Linked DNA regions of Oryza sativa: region 1 is linked to region 2. The links are chromatin contacts, called in public HiCAR-type maps. All regions are on one chromosome and are shown on one strand. Each heading gives the region's core, a stretch centred on a gene start, on an enhancer-like site or on the middle of the called end of the contact. The rest is flanking DNA. Distances are from core to core; before and after follow the strand shown.

Region 1 (6,265 bases), core at 364-2,863, 83 kb after region 2:
ATATATATATACCAACTTTATACTCCTTTTTTCTGAATAAAAAGAATACCAGCTTAATTTGGCAGGAGATTTTCTCCTTTCCTTGGGATTAAAGCAAAGCACTATAATTATCTGCCTTTCAGTTTCATGCAACTTGGAGGCAGAGGAGAATTGGGAGAATAAAGTAAGCCACTAATTATTTTGATTAATTTATTAAAGTAGGGACTAGAGGGCTTTGCAGTTTACAACCTTTCACATCCCATGATCCCAAGCTCATGTTTTGCTGGATAAATAAAGCAAACTAATTCCATGTTACTATGTAATTCAGACCCACTTACATAATTATTATTTCTCGATGTGTATTGGACCACGTCATCTAGAAATTATTATTTCTCAATATGTATTGGACCATGTCATCTAGAAAATAAAAAGTATTGGATTATTGACATGCTTAATCACAATTCACAACCATTAATCTATAGTGCGCAATATTCGTTCTTCATCGAGCATTATATAAAAAAAAAACTTACTCCATCCAATAGTATAGGCCTCCTTCGAAACCAAAGTTTTTTTAAGGAATTTTGCAGGATCTGAATTAATTCATGTGAAAATTGAGTATTTCATTTTCTCATCTTAACTTAATTTGATTCTTTTTTGAAGTGTGCGTATACAAGAATTTATGCTGTGCGTCCACTAGTTAATTAAGTAAGCCTTTCTTCTCCCAGCAATAGTATGTGATCATGTCGTTTTCAAGTGGTATTGTCAAATATCATCGTGTAGCCCACACATTGACATAGCCAACCAGAGAGGGAGACTTAAAGCTCAGAGACAAATGATCTTAATCAAATAATTACTAACTATATGTCTAAAAAAAAATCTCTCACCGGCTACTTAGAGTGGGGATGAACTATGGCCATAATGATTCATAGAGTGCCACTTGTGGCAGAAATATCTTTGCAAACACTAATTAAAACTGTCACACATGCATCATGCATGTATGTACGCACATGTGTTTGGCGCCCCATCTTTCCTTTTCAAGGAAGAAACAATCAATGGATTATATTATTCTCCTACATGGATTTGTTCTGATTTCTTAGCACTAATGACACATCATTAGACCAGTGTTCTGATTCTGAAGGTGACATATGTAGGGCCTGTTTGGGGAGCTTAAGATTCTGAGAAGCAGCTGCTGAAAAGCTAGCTAGTGAGAATCTGGAGAAGCTGGGAAATCCAGCTTTGGCTTATAGTTCATTTTCTAGATTCTACAACTACAGATTCTCAAAATCTGGATAAAAAGTTGGACTGTTTGGGGGAGCTTCTGGCAACTGAAGATTTTAGAAGAAGCTGCAGCTGCTAGAAGCTCCCCAAACAGATCCGTAGTCTGCCAGAGCTCATCCACAAAGCACCACAATTAGCACAACAGAGTGAAAGCCAGAAGAGCCCATGACTCATCTTAGGTGGGCCATGAGATGGGCCGGCCCATGTGCATCCCTGCAACACGTGATGGGCCTCATGTGGGCTCAAAAGGCTAACTCTGGACATTATGAGGCCCAATTGGGGAGCTCCTCGGCCCATCAGGGCCCGATAGTGAACGCGATATATAAGAACACCTTCTCCCACGCGGCTCACTCCTCACCCTCCTCGCGAAAACCCTAACCCCGCCGCCGCCGCCGCTCTTCGCCACAAGGTAGGCGGCGCCGCCGTTGCTCTTCTTGTTCCTCCGCGTCAGTGCGCCGGCGGTCGCTAATCGTGCTGAGAACGCTTGTTTTCCTTGTTGCAGATCGTTTCGTCGCAGTCGGTGTTCCGGTCTTTTGAGCGCGGAGATGGCGTAAGTTCTTGCAACCAACTTCTTCTTGGCCTCTGCTAGTTCCATGTTTTTTCTCTCTCTATCCTCGTAGCATTTTGGATCTAGCCTGTTCTTGCTGTTGCTGCTGTTGGTAGAACACTGTTATTACTGTGTAATTGTTGCTGAGCCTTGGCTGCGCTACTGCTCGCTCAAGAATCGTTTGGTCTTATCATGTTTGAGTTGTCCTTGATTGGGGAAATTGTCATTTGGTTTCCATTTCGATGGGATCATTGAGTGAAAGGATGTGGGAGTCATGAGTGCGATTGCTCGGATTTCTGCTGTACTGGTATGGGGTCTTGGTGATTTAGAATTTGGCAGCTGGTAGTATAGTTGGTGGATTCGTTGTATGTGAGCCGTCTAGTTTAGCAAATACAATCATGATTCATATCAGATGATATGTGCCTGTTCTGTACTAGCACCAAGGAGTGTAGACGGTAAATTCACAGCCAGATTGAAAAAAAAAGCTCAATTGCTTATCAAACTATGTTTATATGGAATTGAATTATCCAACTTAATTGTCTTGTTTGCATCCAAGAAGTACTGAATTTGTACAGTGTCACCAGTAGTGAGAAACAATGCATTTTTTATATTATGGGTGCTCAATTCTTGTATAAATGTAACACCACGTACATGCCAAAGTATTTGGACCTCCATTATTGAAAGAGCAGTCAAATTAGAAGAGAACTAAAAATACCTTGTAAAGTGTATTACTAGTAATTGTTAATAGATCTTATGTGCATCTCGGTCTTTGAAACATTGATGTATTGTAGCGAGCCTATTCATTTTCGCTGAGATCTAAACACTTTTACAGGGAGGAGACCCCAGTTGAGACTCCAGCTGCCCCGGTTCTTGGGGAGCCCATGGATCTGATGACTGCTCTGCAGCTTGTGATGAAGAAGTCAAGTGCTCATGATGGGCTTGTGAAGGGTCTCCGTGAGGCTGCCAAGGCCATCGAGAAGCATGCTGCTCAGCTTTGTGTGCTTGCTGAGGACTGCGACCAACCTGATTATGTCAAGTTGGTTAAGGCTCTGTGTGCTGAGCACAACGTTCACCTTGTTACCGTGCCTAGTGCTAAGACTCTTGGCGAGTGGGCAGGGGTGAGTTACAGGATTCTTCTAAGTACTTTGTCAATTGTTTTTCTTGATATGTGTTAGTCTGCTGCCTATGTCCTAATAGCTATACCTTGTTAATTGTTGTCCTTTGTTTGTGTTAACTGGTGCCTATATGGCCATCACCCATCAGTGGCGGAGTCAGGATTTAAACATGGGAGGGGCCTAAGACTCTTGGAGGGGGCCGAATACACTGTCACTTAGCTTAATTACCTAACTACTTAAATGATTATGTGAAAAAAAATTGTTGGAGGGGGCCAGGCCACTGGCCATCCCTCTTGTCTCTGTCACTGAGGGCCATATAGGATGTAGGTTCAATTGATGAGTAGACATTCTTTCACCAGTGTTTAAAGGAGAATGTGCCTACTATATGTTAATATTGATATTCTTATACTCTGTTCTTTTCTATATGACGTTGGTTAGTTCATTTTTCAACTAACCACCGTCATATATTTAGGGATGGAGGTAGTATATTTGTTTTATTTGTGGGGAAACTTTGAACATTTCTGTTGGCACGTATATTTATGATTTATCATTGTCCACCTTCCTTTGTTCTGTGTATTTCTTTTAATTTACAGTTATATGAAAAGCCTTCTTGTCCTGGTTTTAACAATACATATTGTCATTTGCAGCTTTGCAAGATTGACTCTGAGGGCAAGGCAAGGAAGGTTGTGGGCTGCTCCTGCGTCGTTGTCAAGGTAACTAATCGATCCCTCACCTTAACACTTGGAATTATTCCTTTGAAGATGGCAATTTGTAATGTTTGGCTGTTCATTTTCATTTCCCAGGACTATGGTGAAGAGTCTGAGGGCCTTAACATAGTGCAGGACTATGTCAAATCGCACTAGATATAGCATTCTTATATCCAGAACGTGTGCTCGACATTCTGTACCTTTTGTTTTAATTTATGCTTGGTTCTAGGGCTTGCTAGGAGATAAGAATTCTTTTCAAGTGCGAGCCAGGGAGATATGAGCAAAATTTGAACCTCTGAATTTATGTTTACCGTGCTGAAAATCGTCTGCTTTTAATACAAATCATCATCCGAAGCTGAGGATCTGTTTGCCCATTTGTTGTGGTTTGTGTATGACTGCATTTGCTCGTGTCTTGTCCAATCTTTCAGGAATTCAATCTGTTGCTATGCTTTGTGGTTTGGTTTTGAATTTTAGTTGTGCTTTTGCTTAGTATTTGTTTAATTGTTTATGATATTTGTAGTGCATGCATTCTATTGAACCAGACAGTAAAAGGTGCCATTGGAGAAGGCTACATGCAGATTTTAATGCCCTTGGTATTGACAGCTTAATGTCGCGTGGCAGTCACATTTGTTAAGCTAAATTGGCATCCTAAGCACGATCTTTAATCCTGTTATTCGAACCTTATGAACCTAAACATGAACTTGAATATTATGTCCTTGGTTGCTATGTCACTGAAATTTGCATAGTGGTTACTGTAATTTGCTTAAAACCACAGGAACTTGGAGCATTCCAAGCCATTTTGTCAATGAAGTAATGTAATTAGTAGAATCCATGAACAATTATTTCTTCCTTTGTAGGTACACATTGCAAAACTCGAGGATTTTTGGGTCAATTTTTGCTTTGTTTCTCTCTCGCTTTCATTAGAACCGCGAGCATTGGCTTTCAGTATTATGCTACGTGCATTTTTTTTCCTTATTCTTCCAGCAATATAAGGAACATAAGAAAAATAATCACGAAACCAATCCTCAAGATCAAACAGAATGAGACATAGGGCGGCCATGGCAAAATATACACCCAAAACTGTAGTGGACAGTATTTTTCTCATCGCGTATTCCCTCCTCCCTAGACAAAAAAAAAAAAAGTGAGGCAAAGACATGAAACTTACTCCCGTATGTTCTTTCTCAAATAGATGTGTGCAGTCAAATTATAATTTGACTAGATGTGTAATTTAGATACATGAATAATAATGGGATAAGTCAAATTTTCGATAAGAAAAAAATATGTAAGGTTTATTTGGTACTCTCGGTGTCGATCTTATCCTAAAGTTTGTGCCTATAAATAAATAACAGTAATCTTTTCTTCTATCAAATAAATACGCAAAGCTTCTAAGTACTATTCTATTAAAAAATAAATACGCCAAGCTTCTAAGTGATGCATGATTGTGCTGTTTGATGGTCATATACACATGCATGCATACATGGTAACATGATCAAAATAACTATATATGGTGTGCTTGCTAGTACTTGGTGATAAATCCCATATACTTTCTAGAGAGAAAAAATCTAACAATTATCGATTAAAATAGCATTCACCCGTTGCAATGCATGGGTGTTTTTCTAGTAATATCTTATTTGGAAGAATTATTGGTTTATTTGATGTAGTATTTAATAGAGAAAATTTAACAAAATAACAAAAGGTTTTATGGTTAAATTAATAAAAGTTGTAGAAAACCTTGGTTATTATGGCATTGGCGTTTGCTTCTTCCATTTTTTAATTGATGATGTCGTTGAGTTTTAGACGTTGCGTCTAACCATTTGTCTTATTTAGTGTAAATAGAAAATAAATTTGTTATACTTAAACTACCTTTGATAATAAAAAATCACAATAAAAACAAATGATATTTAGACATTTTAATAAAACTAGTGAACAAACATGATGTCGAAAAATCAATATCACCATCTATTAAAACATGTAGGGTGTATATAACACCAATTATGTGGCCCTAATGCTTTATAAAACTGCAACTATTGGCACATATTTAATTTCCAAACAATACAATATATTGGCACATATTTACTTAATTAATGCTCATGTAATAAAGTGTCCACAATTAATATTTGAAATATTGATTTCTTCATGAAAATGATTTGGTGATCACCTGAGCTAGAGAAGGTGTAGAAGGCCGAAGGCTTCTCTGGTGAAGTGGTGAGTGATGAGCGATTCGCATAATTTATAGGGAAAAAATCTTTCTAATTTTCTACATTTAAAAAGTGAAAAGGAAACTTCGTGGCTAGAGGCAGCAAATATTTACTACCTTTCTTCCAAAATAAATTCATTTTTCATTGATTCGACACATGCCAATAAACCAAAAAGATTAAAATATCCCAAGGTTATCAAATTTCAATGCAACTATTTTCTACTTTATCTACTTTCAACATAATTATTCTCTTCTTTTATAAACTTCGACACAATGATTACTTAAAAATAAACTTATTTGAGGTGACAGCTTTAAATGCTTTTGAGAATACATAGAAGAGCTGAAGTTTCTTAGTCCAAACCGTTGAAGAACATCCCTCACAAATGCTCCTCTCTTTGCGACTGGATTGCTACAGCATCCTTTATCAACCTGTCGGTTTAAA
Region 2 (5,821 bases), core at 1,632-4,131:
ATATGCCTACATAAAAATATATTTAACAATGAATTAAATGATAGGAAAAGAATTAATAATTACTTAATTTTTTTAATAAGATAAACGGTCAAACATGTGATAAAAAGTCAACGGCGTCAAACGTTTTAAAACCGAGGGAGTATAATTTTAGGTTCCTCTTTGAGCATAGTATGAATAGTACTTAAATAAATACCATAAGGACAAGAGAAATGTAGCAGTGTATATTTGTTTGGGGGGTAATTAAGTTACATATAGGCATTATAGCTTAATTGGATTAGTGTAGCTAGTCTGGAATTTGGAGAATAATTGTCTTGATGATTAAATTTGTGTCAATAAAATTAAACAAGCTCCTAATAAAGCCCTAATCAACATAAATAAATCTATAGGCACATCTGATGATATCTGAAGAATGCACGTACTGCATAATAATTTAGCGTGCTTAACCAATCTACTCCCTCCGTCTCAAAATAAGTGCAGTTTTACACTGTTCATATCTCACTTTTGACCGTTCGTCTTATTTATAATTTTTTTACGATTAATATTTTTATTGTTATTAGATGATAAAACATGAATAGTACTTTATATTTGACTAATTTATTCTAATTTTCTCATAAATTTTTAAATAAGACAGACGGTGAAACGTTGGACACGGATTTCTACGGCTGCACGCATTTTGCAACGGATGTAGCATGGTTCATAAAACCGTGCAACTATATTTATTAATGGTTTGCACACGCACGATTATGCCGTGATCAGACGGTGGCACTGAGCTATATATCCAGTACACAAGCTTAGCTAGGACGACGGTGATCGAGTTAATCATCATTGTCATTTATTGCACTTAATTAAAATTACCCACATCAATCGATCGATCCATTCAAGGCCGTGCATGATCCATCAAGGACAAATTAAAACCCATCATTATTTAGCACACAAACCTTTTAATTATCCTAATCCAAGGCCATCCCAACAATTAATCTTCTCCCTGTTCATCGCCGTGTCGGCCCCGTTTCCCACGGGCTTTGCCTCCTAGCTACTGGTGGGCCCAGGATGATCGCATCAGGATGACAGGTGGGACCGGGCCCACATGTCAGCGAGAGGAAGGGGAGGTAGGTTTCGTTAGTACTAGTGCCTTGATTGGCTTTCGATGGAGCGGTCGCCGGCACGTCGCTGGCGATGGCGAGCTTATCCATCGCTCCAACGCTAGCTCGTCTGTCTCACCTACCACTTCTACCTGTAATTAACCAATTTTTGTGATTTGATTACTCTCACGTAACTTCTAGGGGTGCAAGCGGGCTTGTCCGTGAACCTGCTTATAGGTAAAATTAGTACGTAACCCGCTAGTTAACTACTCCATTCATTTCAAATTGATCTACATATTTCAAAGGTACACCAATACCAAGAAAAGCTAATAACTCTCTTATACTATATTTACTCTAGCAACAAACTCAATGCATGCACCATCCCCACTATTTCATAGCCAATAGCAAATCAAGATATTACATATGGGCTATAAATGCTTGTGTGCATAGATGCATGCGTCAATGTCCATTTACTCTAATACACAAATAATGAATAGACCTAATGGATGAACACAAATATGTAGACCATTTAGGAATAACCTCAAAAAAAAACTATATGTAGGTCAATTTGGAATGGAGAAAGTATTAATTTGACCTATAAATAGGTTTATGGATTGACCCACTTGCATATCTATATGCGGTAAACTGGACCACAACACAAAAACTTATGAATTATCATTTATTTGAACTCGCAGGTTTACCTGCTTGCATCCCTAATAATTGCTAGATTTATCTATATCTATCTGTCCATGTGTTATGCATCCTCCTGTCTCGAAACAAAAATCTTCGATGCAATCGAGGAGGGTTCAATCAGCTGGAATGGTCGATTTTGTTTGCACTGCTTGTTGCATTCCGTTTGCAAACCTAAAGTTTTGTCCATACGTACATAGCAGTGGACTTGCACATTAGAATTTAGAGCCAAGGTTTTACTAGTTTTTAACTTAGGACTTAATTAACTTCAAAGTTAGTTCAAGGCTGCGGCCAGTATTACATTTTTCCAACATTTTCTTTCTCTTTTTCCATGTGCACGCTTCTCATACCACTAAAGAGTGTTTTTTTTTCTAGAAACTTTATGCAAATAAAGTTACTTTAAAAATCATATTAATTTATTTTTAAATTTTTTAATACCTAATTAATTTATACGCTAATTCACCGTTCTATTTCACTTGCTGGTTGCCAAACACTTTAAAAGAACACAACTGTCTTCGTATATTTTCTCTCTTATGTTTGCCTTTAAAGTAGCTCAAAGTAGATGTGTAGTAAAAGTTATAACACGATAAACTCAGTGCTCGCGATGCACCTCTTTATCATCGAATTTGTATGATATTTTGGCATTTATCTCTTTTAAGCGTGTATTGAAGGCTGCACTCGTGTGCGTTAGTGTGTAGTACGAGCGTAGCTTTTGTGTTTAGTGCGATCAGCGTTAATTACGGCACTTAATCTCGAGATTACCCTCACGAAACCAAGCCAAACAAACAAACAAACAACGGTAGAAGCGAACTCCCCGGGTGGGTGGGCCCCACGGCGATTCCACGCCGGCGACGTGTGCGCTGCCTCTGCGCACCGACCCCCGGCCCTTCCCGTCACATTTCCACAAAAACCAAGGGCTTAAACGAAAAAAACCCCTGATATTTCGTTTTCTTGGAGTTTGGACCAAAACCGAAACTGCAAAAGCGCGGGCGGGAGCGAAACTTTGGCGAATTTACACCTAAGCCCCTAGGAATTCCGGTAATTTACCAAGTGCCCCCCCGCCTCTCGGATACTTGTGCGCGTTTCGGTTTCTCCCCCCTTTCTTCTCTGCCTCTTCTGCTGCTGCTGCTTCTGCTCCAGTGTCTGGTTGGCTTCCACTCCTCGCGCGCGCTCGTAGCCCGCATTGGTGGAGGCGGCGGAGGGGCTCGGATCCGGCTGCCGCGGCGGGGGGAGGTGAGGGAGATGGGAGGCGAGCCGGCCCCCCCGTGGCTGCGCGATGTGTTGATTTCATTTTTTTTGGGCATTTTTGTTCTGGATTTTGTTTTGAACTCCATTTCGGATCGATTCGAGTTTGGAGAGGGTGTATGTGTGTGTATTTGTGCGCGTGTGGGTGGGATTTCTCCGGTGCTCGTAGTGTGGCGGTGGCGGTGGGTTCTCGCGGAATGCGGTGGGGTTTATGTGCTGGATGGTGCTAGGGTTTTACGAGCATTTTTGGGGGATTTTTCGGGTGTGGTTTTGATCCTCTGTGATGAATTCTGATCCGTGGTGAGTTTGCCTGTGGGTTTGACCGACGACTTTGCTGGAATTTTGGTTTTGAATTCCGACCCAAAACGATGGGTTCCTGCTCTGTTTCTACATTTGACAAAAAAAATTATGATGAAATAAATTTTTTGTGCTTATTTTGTCAAGTTTTAATGCTTCGCTTTTTTGTACGGGCCATATCCACCGGCTTCGTGCTTCCGCAATTCCGTCTGATTTGGTACCGCCTCGCGTTGTACTTCCCTATCTAGGCGTTGACGAATTCTGCGAGCAATTCAAAAATTCTGTACAAGCGTTGTTGGTTGCTCAGTTTTCGTATGAGGCTGCAAATTCTGAGAATTTTTCCTTTGCATCGAACTTTTGGTGATTTCCCAAATATTTGTAAGTGCTACATTGATAATTTGGTTTGTTTACCTGGCTATCCAGGTCAGGCATGTGTGCAATCGTCAAGAGGTTCCTGGTTTGACTAGAAAGCAAAGACTGGCGGTGTACGGCTTGAGGTTTTGATTGTGGTTGTCAGGAATGGAAGCACCACCGGAGACCTCAAAGCCGGCGGAGGCTAAACCGTCAAAGACCCGGCTGTCTGTGCCCACCGGCAGGTTTGCATTGGGGACAGCTTCTTCAATCAAGAAGCGGACTGATGTTGCTCCCTCAGCCGAGTTGGGGATGTCAAGGTCATCGTTGACGAAGTCTACCTCGTCTATGAATGCTGCTCCAGTTCAGAGAAGAAGCAGCACAGGAAGTGCGGGGAAGCAACAGGATAATGGGAGCTCAGTTGTTGCTAAGAAAGCTAGTCCTTCTCTGTCAGATGGGGTGAAGAAGAGTAAACCAGTGACAGCCTCCATGGTCAGCTCAAAATCATCACTGGAAAAGAAGTCATCTGTGCAGTCTGAGAGGGCCAAGGTGGATGCGATGAAGAAGCCTGCTGTTAAGTCATCACCAATTTCTACTCTGAAGAAAGTCCCATCACTGACAGAGAACTCCAGCAGTAGCGCTAGCAGCAGCTTCAGGAGAGCAGCCTCAAATGCTACTCTCAACTCACCACGGTCACCTTCAGTGACAAGCAGCGTCACGAAAAAAGTGGGTTCTCGGACATCGTCGATGGACAAGGGTTCTTCCATGCCTATTCGGAAGAAGAGCTCGACTGCTGATAGCCGTGATTCACGGTTTATGATGCTGCCCCAGGTGGATTTGAAGGCTAGTGATGAAGTGGTTAGTGTTGAAAAAGTTCTTCATTTATGTGGATGATCTTGATGCTTTCATCATGTGGTGGTTTTTCTTCCATTCAATATAGTTTCATGCTTCTGCAGAGACTTGATTCAAGAGGTCATAGGGTACGAACTCTGAAGCAGTTGAGATTAACACCTGTACTTGAAGTAAGTGCAGTCAGGTTCTCCTTTTATCTATGCAGTTCTGCAATAACTCAAGCCACATGACACTGTTAATTTTTTTGCAAGTTGCAACACCTAAGATTTTGGGAAAGATATATACATCCAGCATAGCCCATGATTAAGAAATATTGGGAATGACATGTCTGCTGAAGTGCTTACCATAGTTTCTGTCTGTAGTTTGTTTATCTCAGGGACAATCGTCTATCAAGTTTGGAGGGTATTGAGATTCTCAAAGGGGTTAAGGTATCACCTCTCTCCTTTTTATTGGGATGTATTCCATTTTGGCACTTCCTGTTCTTGTGGCCTAGCTCTGTTGATTATGTGTTTATTTTGTTTTTTCTGCCTTTTGTCCTCCTTCATATTTGCAGGTTCTTGACTTGAGTTTTAATGAATTTAAGCTCCCTGGGTTTGAGCCCCTTGAGAATTGCAAACTTCTCCAGGTTTGTGCTTTCCTCATAGTATTGACTATGCTCATGGAGGTTTTTTTTATGAACTATCTTTTGTATTCTGACCTGTGTAGCAACTTTATCTCGCTGGAAATCAAATAACATCCCTTGCTACCCTTCCCGAGCTTCCTAACTTGGAGGTATGCTAATGTTACCAAACTAGTCTTAGCAGTTGATCTTTACTTATGTCAACAATGCTAAATCTATTTTTCTTATCTCTCTTGCTGCACCAGTTTCTCTCTGTTGCTCAAAATAGGTTGAAATCACTCTGTATGGCTAGTCAGCCTCGACTTCAAGTGAGTATGCTGGTTGTATCTGCCTTGAGCATAATCAAAATATCAGTTAGCCCTTAACTTGCTTTGCATTTTTTTTTGTGTGTGTAGGTACTAGCAGCCAGCAGAAACAAAATATCAGTTTTGAAGGGATTTCCGCATTTGCCTTCTCTGGAGGTCTGCTTTTACTCATTATGTTTCTTATGTTGTTGAACGATGCTATTTCTAAAAGCATTTGAATCTCATGGATGGTGCTTAACAAACAATAGATTATTTTTCTAGATAATGAACAAACAATAGATGATGTGCAGTACAAATAATAAGTATTTTGGTAATTGGAAGTTTGAAGCTGGTAATAATCAATTGCGTTGCTCAATGTCTGATGTTACAGAATAGACCTT

The links. HiCAR-type assays count read pairs that join an accessible place to other places.
Region 1: a HiCAR-type map of leaf shows a contact between it and region 2, with 2.3 times the contacts expected there. The contact joins the promoter of LOC4342408 here to the promoter of LOC4342403 in region 2. A contact is called at or near these places in 2 of 15 Hi-C or Micro-C datasets (leaf and seedling) and 1 of 4 datasets of contacts at active chromatin or transcription factors (leaf).

What each region holds. Positions count from the first base shown.
Region 1 is chr7:2,624,016-2,630,280 of ASM3414082v1, forward strand. It overlaps LOC4342408 (small ribosomal subunit protein eS12), which reads left to right and starts at 1,614. Exons shown (of 5, transcript XM_015789168.3): 1 at 1,614-1,666; 2 at 1,760-1,807; 3 at 2,637-2,922; 4 at 3,567-3,632; 5 at 3,723-4,000. The coding sequence starts at 1,803. The coding sequence ends at 3,782.
Region 2 is chr7:2,539,511-2,545,331 of ASM3414082v1, forward strand. It overlaps LOC4342403 (187-kDa microtubule-associated protein AIR9), which reads left to right and starts at 2,882. Exons shown (of 38, transcript XM_015791888.3): 1 at 2,882-3,005; 2 at 3,738-4,523; 3 at 4,622-4,687; 4 at 4,880-4,945; 5 at 5,071-5,142; 6 at 5,223-5,288; 7 at 5,382-5,444; 8 at 5,532-5,597. The coding sequence starts at 3,834.